Regions from separate parts of the Ovis aries genome. Here region 1 is linked to region 2. Evidence: chromatin contacts called from public Hi-C data. All regions are on one chromosome and are shown on one strand. Each heading gives the region's core, a stretch centred on a gene start, on an enhancer-like site or on the middle of the called end of the contact. The rest is flanking DNA. Distances are from core to core; before and after follow the strand shown.

Evidence for each region. A called contact is a pair of places that touch in the nucleus more often than the background predicts.
Region 1: a Hi-C map of liver shows a contact between it and region 2, with 2.7 times the contacts expected there. The contact joins two enhancer-like sites. A contact is called at or near these places in 4 of 16 Hi-C or Micro-C datasets (blood, liver and tail adipose tissue).

Annotation. Positions count from the first base shown.
Region 1 is chr25:29,056,744-29,063,977 of ARS-UI_Ramb_v3.0, forward strand. LOC101121062 (COP9 signalosome complex subunit 9) reads right to left here and starts at 6,354. Exons shown (of 1, transcript XM_004021479.4): 1 at 5,941-6,354. The coding sequence starts at 6,346. The coding sequence ends at 6,173. Within about 2 kb of position 1,523, at least 16 of the 54 cell types and tissues checked have an H3K27ac peak or open chromatin away from gene starts, as enhancers often do. A contact at or near this core is called in liver, where this site is marked.
Region 2 is chr25:28,953,483-28,960,745 of ARS-UI_Ramb_v3.0, forward strand. CAMK2G (calcium/calmodulin dependent protein kinase II gamma) reads right to left here. Exons shown (of 21, transcript XR_009598544.1): 4 at 4,989-5,043; 5 at 3,888-3,953; 6 at 1,637-1,709; 7 at 1,385-1,487; 8 at 873-956; 9 at 343-437. Among named protein-coding and RNA genes, the nearest start is that of CAMK2G, 21 kb to the right of the region's middle. Within about 2 kb of position 1,554, at least 21 of the 54 cell types and tissues checked have an H3K27ac peak or open chromatin away from gene starts, as enhancers often do. A contact at or near this core is called in liver, where this site is marked.

The DNA.
Region 1 (7,234 bases), core at 273-2,772, 100 kb after region 2:
TAGGTGTATGCATGTTAAGTATATATAAGTGACAGTGTAATAAAGTATTCTGTGCATGTGTGTATGTGAGAAAGAGACAGATAGATGACAGAGACAGAGAGAGACAGAGAATTTAAGGCTTGATTCTAGTTCCCAGTTCTACCACTGTGGCTTCTGGGCAAGTTAGCTAACACTTATGACTCCCTTGTCTCAACCATAACATGGGGATAACAATAGTACTTCTCACACAAGGTGGTTCTTACATTTTTATTTTACTGTGATTAGAGCACTTAATATGAGATCTACTCTCTTAAGAGATTTTTAGGTGTAAAGTATAATATAGTTACAGTCACAACACTATATAACAGATGTAGAACTTATTCATTTTGTACTCCTGAAGCTTTAAACCTATTGATTAGCAACTCTTCATTTCTCTCTCTCCCTTGGCAACCAATGTTCTGCTTTTGGCTTCTGTGAATTTGACTATTTAAATTCCTTATATTAGTAAAATCATATAGTATTTGTCCTTCTGTAACTGACTTATTTCCTTTAGTATAATGCAGGGGTCCCCAACCCCCAAGGACCCTGGCCTGTGGCCAGTTAGGAACTGGGCTGCACAGCAGGAGGTGAGGTGAGTGGTGGATGAGAAAGTGAAGTTTCATCTGTATTTACAGTCACTCTGCATTGCTTGTCACGCCCACTCCCCATTACTGGCTGAGCTCTGCCTCCTGTCAGACCAGTGGTGGCATTAGATTCTCATAGGAACACAATAAATGTAACGCACTTGAATCATCCCAAGACCAAACCCCTCCCCGCCCTTGGTCCATGGAAAAGTTGTCTTCCATGAGGTCAGCCCCTGGTACCAAAAAGGCTGGGTACCACTGGTACAATGACCTCAAGGCTCCACCATGTTGTAGCATATTTTTAGGATTTCCTTTTTTTTAAGGCTTACTAATATTTCATTGTACATATATATACCACATATTCCTAATCCATTTATCCTTTAATACACATTTAGATTGTTTCCACAACTTGACTACTGTGAACAGTGTTGGGTGAGCATGGGAGTGCTAATATCTCTTCAAGATACTGATTTTAATTCTTTTAGATAGCTACCCAGGAGTGGGATTGCTAGATCGTACAGCAGTTCCCTTTTAAATGTTGAGAAATTTTGACACTGCTTTCCATTAGTGGCTATACCATTTTGCATTACCACCAACAGTGTACAAAGGGTTAATTCCACATCCTTGCTAACTCTTCTTTGCTTAAGGTGGTTTTAAGAGTGGAATGAGATGATGCACAAAACTCTCTTAGTCCAAGAGCCTGGAAAAAAAACTAAGAGTTTGGCAAAAGTTATTCTCACTGTTGCTTCCTCATCCACCACTTACCCAACCAGGAACAGGCCCCTGAAGCCTCACCCCTCAAAAAACAGTTTCACCACTGGATTGTGCCAGATCCCCAGGCAGTGCTCCCAAGCCCTAACAACACTGAATGTTGTCATGCTCGCAGAACCCATGAGGCTCTAGTGACTAGAAAGATGCTTCATCGAGTTCTGAACAGGAAGCAGCAGTGGCAGCTGATAATCTGTGACCTGAATATAGCTATCCATTATCTCCCTGTGGTTTCTTGTTTCCCTGACAGAGGAAACGCCTACGACTTTCTTGAAGTTATTCTAAACACTCAGTTCCTTGTGTAGCTCTGCCAGGATAAAGTTACCCCTGGGCACTCCTGCACTTTGGGCTGGGGACTCCCTTCCAGGCTGTGGGTCTCAGCTCAGCCATCAACCTATGGGGTAACTGTCCCCTCTACTTAGGAAGGTGGTGTCATGAGCAAACAGGGAAAGAGGCCAACACTATCTATAGCCGTTGGAAGAGAAAACAAAACAAAGCAAGAAACCTTTACCACAACATCCCCTTTTTGTTCCTGTTTAAGAAACCAGCCAGGCAAAACTGTCATGCTGGGCGAGAGGGTGTCGCCAGTTTCTTCTGATCATCATTAGTTTCTGCGTTGCTCTTTGCCTCTAGTTGCTTCTCTCTGGTTCTGTTCTCCTCAGGGAAGCAAATCTGTCCTCTTGGTGAGTCCGCCCTCCGGGTAAGGAGTAAAGTGCAAGCCTAAGCTTCAGGCTTGAGCAGGAAAGCCCTACTGACTCTTGTTCTTGTAGAATTTAGAGCCCAGGAGGCCCTTGGACAAACTGCAAAGGAGGGAAAGTTTGTCTTTGACTTCTCATTCCCTTGGCTCTTCTCTGACCAGCCTGTTCTTCACCAAAGCTTTTATGATACCAATACTCACCATCTGGGGAATAATTCATTCTGAAGAATTAAGGATTTCAGGTGCACCCTCTCTCAGGAGTGCTTATGTTTTAAAAGAGAACTCAAGATAGTAATGCTTAAATCAAAGGACTACATCTCTAACTGACATCTGGGGAGCTGTGTTTGGCAGGAGGGGGAGGCCTTTGGGCTCTCTCTGGCCCCCTGGTGGCCATCACTTCTTGGTCAGTTCTCCAGATGGAGATGACACAGAATGACTAGTCTCAGAAGACTGTTTTTTTTCTTAAGAGGAACAGGAAGGTAGAACTCCTGCAATCGGAACAAAATGGGGAAACTATAAAAGCAGGTGGCTTCAAAACACAGGGAAATGTGTTCAAAAGCTCCTCTCACAGGCTCAGAGTTTGTGCTCAGAGCTAGGAGGCCCCTAGGAAAGCTGGAGGAGTAAGTGGTTATTAACAGGTTCTGATAAAGAATCTGCCTGTAATACGGGGGACCCAGGTTTGATCCCTGGGTCAGGAAGATCCCCTGGAGAAGGACATGGCAACCCACTCCAGTATTCTTGCCTGGAGAATTCCATGAACAGAGGAGCCTAGTGGGCTATAGTCCATGGTTGCAAAGAGTAGGACATGACTGGGCAACTAATGCTTTCAAGGGGTTCTGAGACGCAGTGGAAGCAACACCAGATTAGCAGGGACAAAAACAGCCTTCTCAAGGCCAGGCTGAGCCATCAGCTAGCCAAACCCTGAGGAATCCTTAATGTCTCTGGGGTTTGTTCTCTTCAGTTAAAATATTCCAGGCAAGAAGAACACACACTGAGATGTTGACAGAGGTCCTCCCTGGGTATGGGATTACAGGTGGATTTAGTTTTTTTCTTAATGTCTGTATCAGCCAGTGTTTAGTCAGAGACACTACTAGGAATGTCATAGAATGAGTTTATTATAATGACTTGACATTTTGCAATTGTGGGAGCTGGTTAAACAACTTGTGTGTGACTGTAGAGTATGCTTCTGGTGCTGGGCTTGAAGTTAGGAGGGCAGGTGGTCAGGAAGAGTAGCTAGATGTGAACTGTGGGAGAGCAAAGGCAAAGCAAATTTGGAAAAAAATATATATATGGTGCTCACAAGGGTGAATTGGAAGCTCTGTCAATCTCTTACTGGGTCCTTTGTCATAGAGCTCAACACACACTGGGCCCAGGAGTTGAAAAAGCTTCACATGAGATTTAGTGGGAACTGAAGGAACTGTGGGCCTAATGGCTACCTGGGGCTAACAAGGTAAGCCAGCAGATGTGAGAATGTGTTTGAATTATGACAGCACCTGATTCTACACAGACCTTCTGAGTTTATGCAAATGTGTTTGTGGCTAATCCTAGCCCAGAACCAGACAAGGAAAGCAATTCTGAAAAACATAGTTTAAAATTTAGCTAGAGCTAAGTTTAAAATTTAGCTAGATTGACATAGTACAAATTTACCATAATTCCTTTCTGTATTTGCTAAACCTTCTTCAATTAACACATATTACTTTAATAACCAGGAAAAATCTTTGAGTCCCTAAAATATTCAAATGGCTAATAAATATATGAAAAGATACTCAATTCACTAACCAATAGGAAAATGCAAATGAAAAGTACAACATGATATCTGTACACATCTACCAAAATGGCTAAAATGAAGAAGATAGACAACACTAAGTGCTAATGAAACTATGAGCAACTGGAACTTGCATTCATTGCTCATGGGGGTGTAAATCAGTACAACTATCAATACTTTGGAAAATTGTTTGGCAATATCTGCCAAAGTTGAACATATGTGTACCTTATGATTAGCAATTACATTTCTAGAAATACATATGTTCACCAAAAGACACATACAAGAATAATCAGAACAGCACTATTTGTAATAGCTAAAAATCTGGAACAATTCAAATGTCCACCAATAATAGCATAGATAAATAGTTCATGATGAACTTACATAATCCACTATCCAACAATGAGAATAATAACCTGTGACTACATATGACAATAAGGATGAATATCATAAATATAACATTAAGTGGAAGAAACCAGACATAAAAGAATTCATACTTCTAATTCCATATATGTTGAGTTAAAAAATAAGAAAAATTAACAGATGCCTTTAATCTATGAACAGGGATTGGTCTTGAGCCATTAGTGACTGGAATGGGTCAAAAGGGGGCTTCTGTATATTTTTGAGATTAGTTGTTTGTCAGTTGCTTCATTTGCTATTATTTTCTCCCATTCTGAGGCTGTCTTTTCACCTTGCTTATAGTTTCCTTTGTTGTGCAGAAGCTTTTAAGTTTAATTAGGTCCAATTTGTTTATTTTTGCTTTTATTTCCAATATTCTGGGAGGTGGGTCATAGAGGATCCTGCTGTGATTTATGTTGGAGAGTGTTTTGCCTATGTTCTCCTCTAGGAGTTTTATAGTTTCTGGTCTTATGTTTAGATCTTTAATCCATTTTGAGTTTATTTTTGTGTATGGTGTCAGAAAGTATTCTAGTTTCATTCTTTTACAAGTGGTTGACCAGTTTTTCCAGCACCACTTGTTAAAGAGATTGTCTTTAATCCATTGTATATGCTTGCCTCCTTTGTCAAAGATAAGGTGTCCATAGGTGCATGGATTTATCTCCAGGCTTTCTATTTGTTCCATTGATCTATATTTCTGTCTTTGTGCCAGTACCATACTGTCTTGATGACTGTGGCTTTGTAGTAGAGCCTGAAGTCAGGCAGGTTGATTCCTCCAGTTGCATTCTTCTTTCTCAAGATTGCTTTGTCTATTCAGGGTTTTTTGTATTTCTATACAAATTGTGAAATTATTTGTTCTAGCTCTGTGAAAAATACCCTAGGTAGCTTGATAGGGATTGCATTGAATCTATAGATTGCTTTGGATAGTATACTTATTTTCACTATATTGATTCTTCTGATCCATGAACATGATATATTTCTCCATCTATTAGTGTCCTCTTTGATTTCTTTCACCAGTGTTTTATAGTTTTCTATATATAGGTCTTTTGTTTCTTTAGGTAGATATATTCCTAAGTGTTTTATTCTTTTCGTTGCAATGGTGAATGGAATTGTTTCCTTAATTTCTCTATTTTCTTATTATTAGTGTATAGGAATGCAAGGGATTTCTGTGTGTTGATTTTATATCCTGCAACTTTACTATATTCATTGATTAGCTCTAGTAATTTTCTGGTAGAGTCTTTAGGGTTTTCTATGTAGAGGGTCATCTACAAACAGTGAGAGTTTTACTTCTTCTTTTCCAATTTGGATTCCTTTTATTTCTTTTTCTGCTCTGATGGCTGTGGCCAAAACTTCCAAAACTATGTTGAATAGTAGTGGTGAAAGTGGGCACCCTTGTCTTGTTCCTGACTTTAGGGGACATGATTTCAATTTTTCACCATTGAGGATAACGTTTGCTGTGGGTTTGTCATATATAGCTTTTATTATGTTGAGGTATGTTCCTTCTATTCCTGCTTTCTGGACAGTTTTTATCATAAATGGATGTTGAATTTTGTCAAAGGCTTTCTCTGCATCTATTGAGATGATCATATGGCTTTTATTTTTCAATTTGTTAATGTGGTGTATTACATTGATTGACTTGCGGATATTGAAGAATCCTTGCATCCCTGGTATAAAGCCCACTTGGTCATGGTGTATGATCTTTTTTTTTTTCACCCTGCAAGAAATAACATCACTTTATTTTAACTGAAGTTAAGGACAAAAGCTGGCAACATTCAAGAGTTTAACAGGCCTCCTCCAGATGGCTAAAACCTTCTTCTCTTTCTTGGCTAATCATCTAAATTTTAGCGATTCCCACAAGTTCTCTGGAACCACCTGAAACTGTCCTTTAAGGAGCCCCACCACACCACCACGTGGCGAAGCTTGGCCAGACGCACCGCTGGACACACCTCACTGGATATCATCATTGTCAAAGAGATCTTCAAAATCGTTAAAAAAGTCTGCGTGAACTGCCTTTTCATTGGCTGCCAAGTCCATCAGGAGCCCGGTGCTGCCTCCTGCCTCGTCCAGGTCCACATACGGCCCCGCGCCCTCGGGAAACATCTCGTCCACCGCCGGCTTCATCTCCTCACACAGTCCCGGCCGGTGTATGATCTTTTTAATGTGTTGTTGGATTCTGATTGCTAGAATTTTGTTAAGGATTTTTACATCTATGTTCATCAGTGATATTGGCCTGTAGTTTTCTTTTTTTGTGGCATCTTTGTCAGGTTTTGGTATTAGGGTGATGGTGGCCTCATAGAATGAGTATGGAAATTTACCGGCCAAAGAACTAAACAGACATTTCTCCAAAGAAAACATACAGATGGCTAACAAACACATGAAAAGATGCTCAACATCACTCATTATCAGAGAAATGCAAATCAATGAGGTACCATTTCACGCCAGTCAGAATGGCTGTGATCCAAAAGTCTACAAGCAATAAATGCTGGAGAGGGGTGGAGAAAAGGGAACCCTCTTATACTGTTGGTGGGAATGCAAACTAGTACAGCCACTATGGAGAACAGTGTGAAGATTCCTTAAAAAACTGGAAAGAGAACTGCCTTATGACCCAGCAATCCCACTGCTGGGCGTACACACAGAGGAAACCAGAATTGAAAGAGACATGTGTACCCCAACGTTCATCACAGCACTGTTTATAATAGCCAGGACATGGAAGCAACCTAGATGTCCATCAGCAGACGAATGGATAAGAAAGCTGTGGTACATATACACAATGGAGTATTACTCAGCCATTAAAAAGAATACATTTGAATCAGTTCTAATGAGGTGGATGAAACGACCTATTATACAGAGTGGAGTGAGCCAGAAAGAAAAACACCAATACAGTATACTAATGCATATATATGGAATTTAGAAAGATGGTAATGATAACCCTGTATGCGAGACAGCAGAAGAGACACAGATGTATAGAATAGACTTTTGGACCCTGGGAGAGGGAGAGGGTGGGATGAT
Region 2 (7,263 bases), core at 304-2,803:
TCTGGTTCAACTCCATCTCCCTACAAGGAGGAACCTGCTGCTCAACACTGTGCCCAAGGCCCCACCGCAGTGGGAGGAGCCGCCATACTTCTCATCTCTATGTCACACGGCACACTACACAGCCACACCATTCTTTGCAAATAACAGAACAAAGGGCTTTAGTAGACTCCCTGATTCTGCAGCCACCAACAATGGCTGTGCAAAAAAGTTGCTCCCTGGGACAGGTGGTGACAAGAATTGAGGCCTATATGGTCCTCAAAATCCCTAACTCCCCACACCCTGCAACACACTCAGCACACCCCCTTCCCCTAGACAGTGGGGCAGGAACAAACTTGTCCTTACATCATAGGCTCCAGCCTTGATCTGCTGATACAGCTTGTGCTGATCCTCATCCCAGAAAGGAGGGTAGCCCACCAGGAGGATATACAGGATGACCCCTACAAGACAGAACACAGGTCACTGGGGTCAGTCACCTGCTTTGCTGAAGAACCAAGAAAAGCCACATGGGGCTCCGAGCCACCCAGAAAGTCAAGGACCATCCCAGAGAGAGAGGTGGATGGCAGCCGACAATGCTGTGCCACTGTGCTTCACACCCCACATAACCACGCCATGTCTGGGATTTCTTCAGGCACAACCCACCCACTAAGGCATGGGTAAATCCCTCTTTTGAGAAGGAGACATCATCTTCTAGGAAGCTGGGGAGGAGGTTGTGAAGGGAACAGCCATCCCGGGGGACACCAGAGCAAATGCTGTGACTTCACATATACCAGATGCCTGTGGGACCCGCAGGGAATAGCAATGCCTGTTTCTTGTCATCGCTGGAAGCTGAGCGCCCTTAACACCAAAAAGCTGAGTGTGTGGAATGGGCTTACCGCAGGCCCAGATATCCACAGGTTTTCCATAGGGATCTTTCCTCAAGACCTCAGGGGACAAGTAACCTGGGGTGCCAGCAAAACCTGTAGCGGAAGAGAGAGCGGAGGCACACTGAACCCACTTTCTCTCTCATTAAATCCACATCAGCAGTTTTCCCCAAGTCCCTTCTTACTCCTGTTGATTTGGCTACATAAGCTCTCAGCACCTGGGCAGCAAGAGACGACGGGCTGGGCTTCTTGCAGTGCCCGGAATCTAAACCAGAGGGCGAATACATGTGCCTTAAAGGAACTTCCATTGTCCCCGGAGGCAGCAAAAACGCAGTGCTGACAGCAGCTAGTCTCACTGTACTGAGTCACGGAGGGCCAGGGGGAACTCTGTGCCCGCCCTTCCTCCAGTCTCTGAGGAGGCCAGGACCATTAAGGGTCTGGCCTGTAGTTCTGAAAGAGGAAGGCAGATCAGGAAGAGGAGGAAGGGCGGGAGCTGCATTCCAGGAAGACAGGGTCACTCTTACCAAACCAAGCCTGTTGCTCTCCCTGTACTTCGATGGCTAGGCCAAAATCAGCCAGCTTGACAGCAGCACCCTTGCATTTACTCGCCAGCAGCAGGTTCTCAGGCTGTATAAGGAAGACAGAGAGCCTCGTGAGGCACCAATCCCACAGCCCAAAGGGAGCTTAGCTTGGGACCATGCAGTACTATCATCTGGCGCCAGGTGGCGCCAGTGGTTCACAAACAAGAGGCAGAGGGGAGCCGGGCAGAAAAGTACCTTCAGGTCCCGGTGGACGATGTCATGCTGGTGGATGTGGTTAACACTCTCCAGAATCTGATGTATACAGTGGCTGCAAAAGCACGAAAAGAAAGGTCAGTGCAGGGTAAAACCATCCACGACGACATGCTGTAGACTAAAGCACTTAACTCTGGCTAACGGATTCACACAGAATCACTGAATGAGGAGCTAAAACCTCGGACTTTGGACACCATCTGTTCAACCTACTTTACCAAAGAGGAAACTGAGGCCCAAGCAGACTAAGTGGTTTGTCCAGGGTCTTCCACTAGATAACAGCAGAGGACAGACTAGAACAGGGTCCACCAAGCCTCCTTAGATTGTGAAGGCTCAACATATCCAATTTGTTTCCAAGGAAGAATACCTCAGACTCCTGAGAAAGAGACACCATCCAACCCCTTCCTCCTTCCTCTTTCCCCCTATAGTAACTGTGTTCTTGGAGAAGAGGCTTGTGGTGGCAACTAAGGAAGGATAGTCCAACCAAGCCCAAGTTGTTTTGGGGGTAGGGAAACATTTATCAAGCACCTATAAGCACTGGGCTGGGTATCACACCAGCTGTATAGGGGACCCAGTGCCTGCCCTGAAGTTTATCATCTAGCAGGGGAGAGAAATGAGTACACAGGCATCATCGAGAAACAAGACACTTAAGAGAGTTTCAAAGAGGCACCCCAAGGAGCATTTCTCATCATGCTTTTGCACAGGAAAAGACACACCAGCCTAGAGTCACATTCGGCTGCTGATTCTCAAATTCTCAAAGGCCACCCACCTTCCAAACCATCCTCCACACCTGTGGTCAACTCCCAGTGGAGTGCACCAGGAGTCCAGGGCACTGGAGAAAACCAGAGGATGATTTCGGCCCCCCAGGGGACATCTGGCAACACCTGGAGACACTGCTGGTTGTCACCACTGAGAGGGAGGGTGCTACTGGCATCTAGCAGATAGAGGCCAGGGATGCTTCTAAACCTATAACGCACAACAGGGGCCCTCACGACCAAAAATGATCCGGCCCGAACGTCAGTAACCTGGACTGACAGTATTCCTTCCTCTGAAATCTGAGGCTGGGGCTTCCACAAGAGCCAAAGTGTCTCGCTGGGTTCCTGGAGGCTGAGGCTTAGGCCTCCCCATAAGGACATGGTCCAAGAGTAGGCCGAAGAGTCTTTAAGACTGAGCTGAAGAGGCGAGTCTCCACAGAAATATATAATTAGAACAGAGCCAAGCTAGCAGGGAGAGCCTTCTGGCCAAAAATGGCAAAAGTGCGAAGTGTCCCAGCAGAGCCAGGCCAAGCCCACTGGTACCGTCACCCGCCCCAGCTCCCCCTCCTCCCCGCCAGGCTCCCTGAGCTATCACCGCCTCCTCCCCCCCACCGCCCCAGAGCCTGGTCCTCCCCTGCTGGCACTGGAATTCATCTCCCACTTGAGAATTTTTCCTGAGGCTGAAGCATCTGAAGCTGATCAGCGAACGTTGGCCTCTGAGGGTTGAGAAATCTGTGAGGAAGCTGTTTCCCCCTCCACGCCCCCAGAGGCAGCCAGAGCTGGCACATATGCCTGAGAAGGCTGCAGGCAGGACACCCAAAATCAGGTTGTCAGGACATCACCCTCAGAAAAGATCTGGGGTGGGGGAGGAGCCGGGGCAGGAAAGGCAGGCCAAACAAGTGCCCAAGAGCTGTGGTGTGGGAGGAATTCTGCTGTGTCATGTGGAGAAGCTGCCAGGGTTTCTCAGAGGGCTGGGGGCTGAGGGGTGTGGCCGAGGAATGGTTTTCCAACCTGAAAAGCTGGTCCTAGTGGTCGAGACACAAGGTGATAGTGGCTGAAATCTCCCAGGAGGTTCCCTGGTTGGATTATTAACCCAGACGTTTACACTCCTTTGGGACACAAACCATGTTTTCCCCATCTCTGGATCATTCCCAGGATGCCTTGTATGCAGTAGAATTTGTCAGAAGGAGAAAGTGGAGATAGGGGAGGGCCCTCATGAGTATACAGTGGGGCAAAGGAAAGGCATTTCTGGTGTGACAGGGTGAAAGAGATTTGTAAGAGCTTTGCAGAAAACTGACCTGGGAGTGCTGAATTATTAACTTCTAAGCATGCCCACGGAATGTAGCCTGAATCCAACCCTACAGAATCTTTGTCCAGGTAAGAGCTCTTCTGACCGCTCCCAAAGACGGTTCCAACAGGCACAATGCCCTGCCCCCTAAGATGGTTAAGAGGCACACTTACACCTCAGGGCCTCATCTCACCTGGCATCGGCTTCACTGTAGTATTCCCTGGCCACAATGTCTTCAAACAGCTCTCCGCCGGTAACACTGCAACCAACAAAGAGGGTCAGAGGAGGCAGCATCCAACAAGCAACCAACAGCCACACTGCACAGCGGCTTTTACAGACGTGGCAACTCTACGTGTGCTTCGTCTGCAAGCTCAGAACACACCAATCCTTCAATGAAATGGAGCTTCTTCCTGGGACAATGGGAGCCCTCCCCACCCCCTGCACATTTCTGTGTCTATAATTTGTAGATTACCTAATACTCTGGTAGAGATGAATGTACAGGCAGTTAAGAGAAAATAACTGACTTACTCAAACAGTCTTAGCTTTATTTGAGACCAATGAATACTAAGATCCAGCTGCCCAAGAAGGACTGACTTACTACTGAAGTTGAAGAACAGTGAGACCAAGGACACAGAGACCCAACCCTGAAAATACCAGAGAGGCATTTCCATTAGGTGAAGAACCACTTTTAAGACATTAAACCACAACCAGAGTGGGAGAGACCAATGGGAGCCCAGTTTACAACTAACTAATAAAAGGTGCCTTCAATTTCCCAGAATTCTTAAGGTCAGGCAAAGAGCTACGTTGTGTATCTCCACTAAGGACAACACACTGAGAAACAAGGGGGGAAAAGCATCTGCACAAGGTGTGCTGCAGAACAGAAAGTGCAAGAGCAATGCCACCCCAGGGTCAGAGCCCTGGGGAAACACTGAGTGAGCAAGGAGACCCTCGGCAATCTGCTCATTCCGAGCGGATGGTCAAAATCAAACCCCTCTCCACGGGCACGACTGAGCGACTTTACTTTCACCTTTCATTTTCATGCACTGGAAAAGGAAATGGCAACCCACTCCAGTGTTCTTGCCTGGAGAATCCCAGGGACAGGGGAGCCTGGTGGGCTGCCGTCTATGGGGTCTCACAGAGTCAGACACGACTGAAGTGACTTAGCAGCAGCCACGAGCAAAGGAGAGGGACCCTTGGCAGAGGCTGAAGACCCAGTGTAGGGCTTTTTTTCCCAGCCTTCCTCTTGAGCCGGCTGGAGGGAAAGACCCCCACACCCTCAGAAAGTGGCACTTACAGGTCAAACACGAGGTAGTGAAACCCTTCTTCAGAAATACTGTCATGGAGGCGTACTGCAAGAGAGGAGATGGGGACAGAGATTAACAGAGAGAAAACCTGGAAAGCCTGCTCCTCTCCTCCTTGGCCACCCCAGCCCTGTCCCATCCTGTCAGCCCCACTGGCTCTTTCCCAAGAAGAGGCAGATGCCCAGCATCCCTGGGTCCAAGATGCGGCCACAGAGCAGAGATGACCAGACCCCAGGGCCAGGGCTCGGGTCGCCATCTCAGACTGCCTCAGATGTAGGCGAGAGACAGAAGCTTTGTGGCTAAGAAGTAAGGCAGGATGGAGAAAAGCAGGAACCTTCTTCCAAGAGGGGCTGGTCCCAGTGAAGGTGGTCCTGGGATGTGACGTGTAAGGGTGATGTGCAGAGCAAGAAGCACCTAGGGATGCAGACCTCAGAGGGACAGAGAATGACAGGAGGGGAGACCCTGGAGTAAATGGGAGCAGAAGAATTAGGGGCAGGGGAAGAAGCGGCAAAGGCACAGCCCAGCAGGCAACACACGGATTCAGGCAATGACAATAACCATTTATTAAGTGCTGACTTCGTGCCAGGCCTTGAGTTAGGCTCTTTGCGTACATTACTTAAGCTACAAGTATGTATCGAGTGCTGACTGTGTGTGGTAGATGGTAGGATTTAGGAAGGACATAGTGTCTACTTCAAGGAGTTTATTATTCCTGATGACCACTCTGAGATAAGTATTTCTCCCATTCCACAGATGAGGACAATGGAGGCTCAAAGGCATAGAGTTTCTTGCCAAAGGCCAAAGATCTGGTGGGTCCAGATGTGAACCCAGCTCTTTCTGACTCCAAAGACTGGTTTATACCACTGTCTCCTACAAGAAATGTGGAGGAGCCCACACACCCAGGCGACAAAGCAGTGGAGCCTGGAGAGAAACCGCTCACGAATGTGCCCACAAGATGGGGACGGGAGGCTACTGCATGGAGCTGCAGTAAAGGCGAAAGAAAAGGCTGGTGAGCAGAATCTCTTCCCACTCACAGCCTCCAGAGCTCCTGGGCAAGAGCCCAACCTGATGCTGCTGAGGTCTCCTCTTTAAGCTTCTGCCCACAAAGCCACCTCAGGGGGTTAAAATGCCAACACCCCCCTCAGCATCATTCTAATGCAAACGCACCTCTGCTCTGATCAACACTCCTGCTTGGTCCCTTCCCTCACCTGCACTCATGGAGAGCCTGTGTCCCAAAGGGCTCCCTCTGTTTGACCTTCACGCAGTTCCAGGAGCTCCTCACGGAGCACTTCAGGAGTGGCCTGACACCAAACCGACCAGTGAAGTTCTTAGATACAAAGAAATCTCTAGTGTGTCAGGCCCCCACCAGCTCAAAAGATACCTTTCATTTCCAGTACGAGGGTGTCTCCTCAGGACTGAGGCACTTCCCTGCCTCCCCTGTGCCCCACAGCAAGATGAGCTGAATGTAAAATCCAGGCCCTCAGCCATCACTGGAGCCCTGTGCTTTTCCTCACTCGACAGATGAGGACTCGGGCCTGCCAGGGCGAGAACCAGGGCCCAGCAATTGTTTATGCTTCATCCTGCCGACGTTATTAGATCTGATCTGGTTACTCAACCTCAAAATTCCACCAGAACTCAGTACTTCTGCGATTTACCAATGGAATCAAAGGCGGGTGGTACTCCTAAAACCCCTCCTCCTCAAATGATTCTCTCCTGTACTTGGGCGAACAAGCAAGCTCCTACTTCTCTAGGCCTGTGGGTGACAGAATGAAGAAGCTACAGCCAGACCCCTGCCTCCCCGCTCCCCCTCACTAACCCAGGCGCGCTCAGGCGAGCTCCCCCAAAGCCCTGCCGCCCTCGTTCCTGACTTGCCTTCTCTGGCCGGAATGGGTGGCTCACGCTGAGCCCTGCTGCAGCTGCTGCTCCCTTGCTTCCAAAAGGACTTTCCATTTAATTAAAAATTTGCTATTAAAACGCATTAAAGTGTGTAATACAAATAATCCCCTGGAAATCAGCTGTCCCAGAAGCTACAGATGAGCTTCATTAGGGAGGTGACTAACAGCAGCAGCAGGAGGCACTAACAGGGCAGCAGGCACCGTGCTAACAGGGATAGTCCTGGCACCTGGCTGTCCTCCCCAGGACCCTGATTCCAGACCTACACACCCCGCCCCCACGGCCCCGAGCCCAGAAGGGCAAAAAGGGCAGGCACCCATGCCTCTGCGCAGACAGGGAGTCATGGGCACTTGCCCTTCCCCATGAAGACCACACACA